Linked DNA regions of Mus musculus: region 2 is linked to region 1. The links are chromatin contacts, called in public promoter capture Hi-C maps. All regions are on one chromosome and are shown on one strand. Each heading gives the region's core, a stretch centred on a gene start, on an enhancer-like site or on the middle of the called end of the contact. The rest is flanking DNA. Distances are from core to core; before and after follow the strand shown. Region 1 has its middle 4.6 kb from the start of Itgam. Region 2 has its middle 32 kb from the start of Bag3.

Region 1 (3,999 bases), core at 712-3,211:
TATATGTGTGTGTATATATGTGTGTGTATGTGTGTGTGTATGTGTATGTAGGTGTATATATATATATGTATATATATATGTGTGTGTGTGTGTGTGTATGTATATATATATATATATATATATATATATATACATATGTGTGTGTGTGTATGTGTGTGTGTGTGTGTGTGTATGTAGGTGTATGTATGTATGTATGTATGTATGTATGTATATATCTCCCAATGGGTGGCCTGACACCCATGCTCATATGGAAAGCACTAATTGAACATTCGGGATTATTTCTAGCAAAGAAAGACATGAAGTTAATGTGGTGTCTTAGATGGGGGACTGTTGCTATGATAAATACCATGACCAAAATCAGCTTGAGAGGAAAGTGTTTATTTGTCAGAACAGGAACTCAGACAGGGCAGGAACCTGAACTACTTACTCAGCCTGCATTCTCATAGAACCCAGAACCAGCCGGGCAGTGGTGGCGCATGCCTTTAATCCCAGCACCTGGGAGGCAGAGGCAGGCAGATTTCTTAGCACAGAGTTCAAGGCCAGCTTCGTCTACAGAGTGAGTTCCAGGACAGCCAGGGCTACACAAAGAAACCCTGTCTCGAAAAATCCAAAAAAAGAAAAAGAACCCAGAACCACAGGCCCAGGATGGCACCACCCACAGTGGGCCGGGCCCTCCCCCATCAATCACTAATTAAGGAAATGCCTTACAGCCAGGTCTTATGGAGACATTTCCTCAGTAGAGGTTTCCTCTTTCAGATGCCCCTAGCTTGTGTCAAACTGACCTAAAACTAGCCAGCACAGTGAGTGACAAGGAAAGAGTTCCAGGGCATGATGGTAGATAGGTATTTTGATCACAAAATACGTTGTGTGATGTATAGAAATTTCAAAGATTAAATAATATTCTTTTGAAAACAAAAATTAAATATAAATGAATAAATATTGTCATCTCCAAGATAGTGAATTACAAACACAAGGCAGTTAACAGTTACTTCCTTGTAAACCAGTCCAAAACTTAACAGCTTAGCACAGCACTTTATTGTGGTGGTTATTACTGTTGTGGTGGGTTCATTGTTGTGATAGGTTGTTATTTTTGTAGTGGGTTATTGTTGTGGTGTGGGCCTGTATACTGGAGGCTTTCCACAGAGATCTCTGGCCTAGCCAGGTGCGAGGGTTCAGGCAAAGGGAGCGAACTCAGGGGGGGTGGTGCGGGGAGTGCCTCTGCTGCTGCAGCTGCCTCCACAGCTGCTGCTTCTGCTTCTGTTGCTCCAAGACACCGCACTGGTCACTGGTCGCTCTGCACTGAGTCAGACTGGGTTGAGCTGACTAGCCAGTGAGGGGTGCCGGGGGAAGGGGTAGCTTCTGGTGGCGTTTTGGGAGAGCAGGTCTCTCCCCTGGCTTCAGTGATACAGCTCCTATGACAGAAGTGCTCAGCTGACAGAGTAATTCTCACACACCTTTATTCCTTCTGGATAGGATCTTTATATACAGTTTTGGGGTGGGTCACGGTCTGACAGTAGGTGTTTCCTATCGGCCTGGTCTGAGAGCTTAGGGATACCTTATCTACATGTGGGAGGGCTTGGGGTGCTGTCCCTATGTGACCGATGGCCACAGACCTCTCTACAGGGGTGTGGGGCGGGGAGCTGTGGCTACGTGACAGGGGCCTGGTTCTGGGAGCAGGCAAGGATCCTACAGTCCCTTCAGGGTCTCCAGGGCTTCAAACCTTAGCTCAGCCTTACCAGGCTTCCTCTTACAGCCCACCACCCCACATTGTGTGGTTGTTACTGTTGTAGAGGGTTAGTATTGCTGTGGTGGGTTGTTACTGTTGTTGCTCTTTGGTTCCTGGCTCACAGTTCCCACCTAAGTATCTCACATGGCTGGCGTCAGATCATGGCTAGTGCTGGAGCTAGCCAACTGCTCTTAGGCTGACCTTCCCAGGTGGGTCATTCACACCGCTGAGCATCGGTGCTGGCTGTAGACTAGACTAAGGTCGCAGCTGTGACTGCAGCACCTCTGCATGCGGCTCGGGCTTCTCCCAGAACAATGCTGGATTTCAGGGGCAAGAGTCCCAAAGCCTCGTGCATCAGGTTCTACTCACCGAATGGCTACAGAAATTCTTCCTGTTCAAGGTGAACAGCACAGCCCACTTCTCAATTCTGTGCCCAATCTGTGACCACCCTTCATCTGCCATGGAGAGAGATTTTTCCTTTGCCTCTACATAGGCAAACTAATTAGGGTTATGGGCCAAGAGTGGTCACCAGCACTTGAAAGGCAGAGATAGGTTGATCTTTAGAAGTTCAAAACCACCCTGGTGTACATAGAGGATTTCAAATCAGTCAGATTACATAGTGAAACCCTATCTCAAAACAAAACAAAACTTAAAATTATTGGAAATTTTTTTTTGTGGGTGGATGATTGCAACAGCCTATGTTGGTCTCAAACTCATAATCCTCCTGCTTCAGCCTTCCAAATGCTAGATTTATATCTGTGCTCATCAAGCCTGGCTTGCACTTATAGTGTGTGTGTGTGTGTGTGTGTGTGTGAGAGAGAGAGAGAGAGAGAGAGAGAGAGAGAGAGAGAGAGAGAGAGAGGCAGACAGGCAAGCAGACAGGCAAACAGAGAGAGAGAGACAAAGAGAGAGGCAGAAAGAGAGACACAGAGAAAGAGAGGGGGGACTTTTATAACCAGAAAGAAAAAGCACTGTAGCTGATTTAAACTGAGAGTGTAGCTGTATTCTGAGCTAAGGGCTAAGGAAGAGGAACAAGCCAAATGAGACGCTGCCTAGAGAGTGTGAGGGAATGTCCCTGTCACTCTGCAGTCCTTCCTTGTGCACAAACACCTTCAGAAACAGCCTGGAGAGGAAATATTTACTTATTTATTCAGTGTTTCAGAGGTTCCAAAGTCCACTGTTACTTGGCTCTCTGATTCTGGATCCTGGTGAGGTTAAACATCATGGCAGCTGGAGAGTGTGGCAGGGAACCGTCTTCACTTCACAACAAACAGCAGGAGGAGGAAAGGACTAGAGACCAAATACAAGCTTCAAAGACCCACCCCAGCGTAATGATGAATCCTGACTGTCAACTTGATGCAATCAACTAAGAGCCAGGCCTGTAGGTGGATCTCTGAGGGAATTTCCAGAAAAGACAGCTCCCTCCGGGTAAGCAGCACCTTCCAGTGGGCGTCCCAAACATAAAGGGTTGGAGGGGAGGCAGCATTGCTTGCCCGCCTGTCTTCACATCTTACTAGTAGATGTGCCTGTATCTGTATCTGTATCTGCATCTGCATCTGCATCTGCATCTGCATCTGCATCTGCTGCTGTCCTTCACTGGCATCAGGCTCCAGCTTCTTTGACCCTCCAACACAGACTGAAGACCATAAATTCTCCAGCAGCCTTCCAGGTCTTCGGTTTCAGATTGGAACTGCTGGGTCATTCAGGTTCATGCTAGCAGGTTCTCAGCCTCACAAATATACAGACAGCTGTTGTTGGACTGACTACCCAAGCCCTGTAATGAAAGCCATTCTAGTGAGTCCCCTTTTAACACATGCACGTGAGCATGCACACACACATACACACCATTCTACTAGTTCTGTTCCTCTAGTAGCCCTGCCTAACATGAAGGAATAAACTACCTTTGCCAAATAGGTCCACTTCCTAGTTTCCAGACCCTCGAAAAATAGGCCACAAAATAGGAACCAACCACTCAGCAGGTGACCTGGGGTTGACTATTACATATCTAAGCTATAACAAAGAGTATTTTAATAGATAAAATGGGTTTATTTTGATAAAATCCTTCACATTCTGACCACCACAAGGGGCTCTTCTAACACAGCATCAAATGCTCTTCTTGTGTATGCAGAGGCTAAGGGTCCCCTGACTGCAAAGATCTAGGTCTCAGAACAGCTCTTCAATCCAGGGGTTTCCTCAATGGCCCACTGTTCTAGTGGCATTTCTGTGGCTATGATAAAACACCATGACCAAAAGCGACTTTAAAACTCCAGGTG
Region 2 (3,999 bases), core at 463-2,962, 500 kb before region 1:
TGGGGGTGTCAAGCCCACTGTGGGCAGCACCATCCCTAGGCAGGTCTGCCTGGATGTTTAAGAAAGATGGCTGAGCATGACTTGGGGAACCTAGTAAGGAGAGCTCCTTTGTCATTGTTATTTCAAGCTTTTGCCTTCAGGTGTTGCCTTGGCTTCCTTCCACAATGAATTTTAACCTGTAAGAAAATATAAACCCCTTTCTCTACAAGTTGCTTTTTAATCATGATATGTATGACAACAACAAAAAACAAACTAGAACACAAGCTGGATCATACATAAATTTAAGACCATCCTCAGCTGCATAGGGAATTTGAACCCAGCCTGGGGCACATGAGTCACTGTCTCAAAAAAAAAGAAAAGAAACAAAAAGAAAAGAAAAGAAAAGAAAAAGGGAAAGAAAAAGAAAAGGAAAGTGTCTTCTGGACTTGAGAGGGAAGGTTGCAGACAGGGATGGGCACTCATGACCAGAAGAGGAGACAGAGAGTGCTGTGAAGTTGTTCCTGGCCTGGAGCCTGCCTGGATTTGTCGTTGAGATTCAGATTCAAAGCAGAAGGGTTGACATGTTGGGCCAGCAAGATGGCTCTGTGGATAAAAGGCACTTTCCACCAAGCCTGACCACTTGAGTTTGATTTCTGGACCACACATGGTAGAAGGAGAGAACTGACTCCCACAAATTATTCTCTGAGTTCCTCACACGCACTGTGGCATGTATATTCCTACACACACACACACACACACACACACACACAAACACACACACATACACACACTCAAACAGATACACAATAAATAGATAAAGATCAACAAGGGTTTTTGTTTATTTGCTTTTGTTTTGTTTGTCCCTTTCTCCTTGGTCAGCGGCACTGGGACAGCACAGGCACCAAGACATTCTACTCAACAATATTGACTACCGTGGGCAACTTGTCCTCAGAATGAAATAAGACTTCCTGAAGAGTCGTGAAAGCTTACTACAAATTGCCGAGGTGTGACGGTGGGGGAAACTGAGTCTCTAGAAGGTTAAGGTCATGGCTGACTGTTGAGTGAGGAGCTGGTACTGGAGCCCTGCCCACATAACTGGCAGAGCCAACGCTGTGATCACCCTGTGAGCACTGGTGCTGAGCAGGAAGGGCCAGTGAAGAGAGGAATGGCAGGCCTGAGAGAGGTTTGGTTTACATGTGGGATCCTGAGTGTAACCTCAGAACTGTGTGGCTATAGAAGGGTGTGATGGGGGTGGGAGGAGGGGCCAGATTAAAAAAAAAAAAAAGGTGTTTGGCAAAGTAGAGAAACAGTTGAGAGCTAAGTACACCTCCCATCCTTCCTGCCCCCCCCCCCCACCTCTCTAGGTCACTGTCCCACCTCAAGTTGGCTGTATGAGAGTCCAAGTTATAGGCTTTGCTCTCAACACTTTCAGGGCTGGGGGCAAACAGTAAGGAATGGAGACTATTAAATATTTACAGAATAGTGGAACTTGGAGCTTGTTTGCTGGCAGCCCCAGGGCCGAATCTGGCTTGCAGACAGATTTTGTTGGGCCTGACTAGTTCTTTTAAAACATTTTTAAAAAATATTTTTAAACAGAGAAATCTTACAAAACAGATTTCTTGTCTTTCTTGGAAACTAGAGATCTCTCACAACACTGGACCATGTTCCCCCTGGCAGTGACTGAGCATCAGTCTCTTCCTACCCCAACCTGTGGCAGCTGGCACTGCCTCTCATGCACCTGGCTGGCCTCTGTGGCCTTGACATTGCCCCCACGGAAGCTGCTGGCTTAAAGCTGGCTTAGTGTAGACTCAGAAGGACACTCAGGATCTGAGCTCGAGTACCCCCAAAGGATGCACCCTCTTGACTGAAGGTATTAGAGATACTGACCAGAGGTGGCTGGGGGCTGAGGAGGTTGGGCACCAGAGTGCGGACACAGTTTCTCTAGAGAAATAAGCATCCGTGTTGGTTGGTGACAGGGTCTCACGTAGCCCAGGTTGACCTGAAGCTTACTGGAGAGCTAAGAATGACTTTGAACGTCTCAGCTCCTTCTTGAACCTCCTGACTTTTGGGGATTACAGGTACACACCACTACACCCAGTTTTATGTGATTCCAAGGTCAAACCTAGGGCTTCACATAGCCTGGACAAGCACTTTTTTCACAGAGCTATGTCCTACACCTTTATCTTACCACAGGAGGCACAACGGCGTCTAGGGCTTGGTTGAATATGGGCTCTGCCTTCTAGCTGAGCTGACACAAAATTCATCTTCTGCCCTGTGGTGAGAGAAAGGGTGCTGGGCAGACTCAGTGGTTAAGTGGGTGGGGAGGACGGTGAGTCACAGTCCACTGGGGAGGACGGTGAGTCACAGTCCAGCGAGGAAGATCTGCAATGACTGCACAGATGTGCCCACAAGGAGAGGTTTCGGTGGAGTGGGAAGGAGGAATGAGTGGGTGGCAGAGGACTGTACAGGCCCTGGGAGTCCAGCTGGGGACCGACGTAGGTGGCTCTGTCAAGACACTTGCTGATAAAGGGGGTTAAGCTGAGCTCTGAGGACTACTCCTTCTGTGGCTGCATTTCTTCTCAACTAAGGAGAGGCAGCAGGAAGCTGAGAGACAAGGCGAAAGGCGAGATGGAGAGAAGGATTAGGGGTAGAATTTCTCTTGAGGCTAGAAAAGGAGGCCTTCCCTAGAAACAAGTCTGTAAGAAAAAAAAAAATGCAGCCTCTGTAAGGACTGCCAGTTCACCATGGCTGGCAGAGGTTGGAACAGTCATCGATAGAAAACAAATGTTCTAGAAACTTCCAGAAGAATATTTTTTCTTTTTTCTTCTCTCTTCTCTCTCTCTCTCTCTCTCTCTCTCTCTCTCTCTCTCTCTCTCTCTTTCTTTCTTTCTTTCTTTCTTTCTTTCTTTCGTCTTTACTCTATGGCCTTATGTGGTTTCAAACTCCAGCTTTAGCCTCCTAAGAGCTCAGGTTGTAGACATGAGCTACCCTGGCCTGCTAAGGAGGTGTTCTCCCAGCCCCTGCACCGCCTTCAGGCTAGCTTCTATTTGAACCTGAAACTTGGCCCCACTGCTTCCTGGCTGCCAGGGCCCAGCACCTGTGGCTGCCTTACCTGGGTGCCATGGGCTGCCTCTCTATCCCAGGATCCTCACCAGCTCAGCGCTCTCCCCTGGGGCTGAAGCAGCTCTTCTCAGTTGCTACTGGTTCCAGCAGTGCAGATGAGTCTCCGAAGTCCCAGGAAATGGGGGCATGCCCTATCACATGTATGCATGTGACCCCCATCCACTCACCCCCCACACACTCTTAGGTGCACACACACACACACACACGCATACATACCTGGAGGAATTTTTAAATTTTGTTAAAGTCAAAAAACTTTAACCTGGGAAGCTGAGATCTTCTTTATACTCCTATTGCTATTACTGTTGTGTTTATTTTGAACTACATCTCAAGGGAGCCCCGCCCCCCCCCCCCCCCCCATCCCATGCTCAGGGCTTCCCAGAGCTAATGTAGTTCTGTTTGTATACCCTGAGTCAGAGCAGCTTCAGAGCCAGGAGGAAGTGGCAGGAGGCACAGGCCCAGCCACAGGCAGAGCAGTGCAGAAAGGGCATGCCACTAGGGAGTGTGTCTGCCCCAGCCTTTTCTATGCTCTCAGACAGTTCAGAACGTGCTAGAACTCAGGGAAGAAAGAAAGGTATTTGCCCTAGTGATTAAGACATGTTCAAGCATTTTCCCACAGGCTCCTGCACAACCCAAAATAAACTGCAGGCCTGGATCTTGGCCACTGGCGTGGGATTACATCTGTATAATGTTACAGAGAGGCAAGCAGGCAGGTGGGTTACACTCACAGGGGCTTATAGGGAGTGCTCTGCCCATAATGGAGTTCCTGCCTAAGCTTCCAGGCTAGGGCAAAAGGAGGAATGGTACAGGCAAATGCCACAGCAGGAACAAGTGTACCCTACCCATTAGGCCAAGGAAAATGCTCACCTAAAAAATGATTTGTGTGTGTAGGTGTGCACC

Evidence for each region. Promoter capture Hi-C pulls out the DNA fragments that hold promoters and counts their contacts.
Region 2: a contact with region 1 is called in a promoter capture Hi-C map of liver, with 2.0 times the contacts expected there. The contact joins two enhancer-like sites. A contact is called at or near these places in 3 of 39 promoter capture datasets (hematopoietic stem and progenitor cells and liver).

Annotation. Positions count from the first base shown.
Region 1 is chr7:128,055,998-128,059,996 of GRCm38.p6, reverse strand. No RefSeq gene overlaps it. Among named protein-coding and RNA genes, the nearest start is that of Itgam, 4.6 kb to the left of the region's middle. Within about 2 kb of position 1,961, at least 90 of the 459 cell types and tissues checked have an H3K27ac peak or open chromatin away from gene starts, as enhancers often do. A contact at or near this core is called in liver, where this site is marked.
Region 2 is chr7:128,553,089-128,557,087 of GRCm38.p6, reverse strand. No RefSeq gene overlaps it. Among named protein-coding and RNA genes, the nearest start is that of Bag3, 32 kb to the right of the region's middle. Within about 2 kb of position 1,712, at least 107 of the 459 cell types and tissues checked have an H3K27ac peak or open chromatin away from gene starts, as enhancers often do. A contact at or near this core is called in liver, where this site is marked.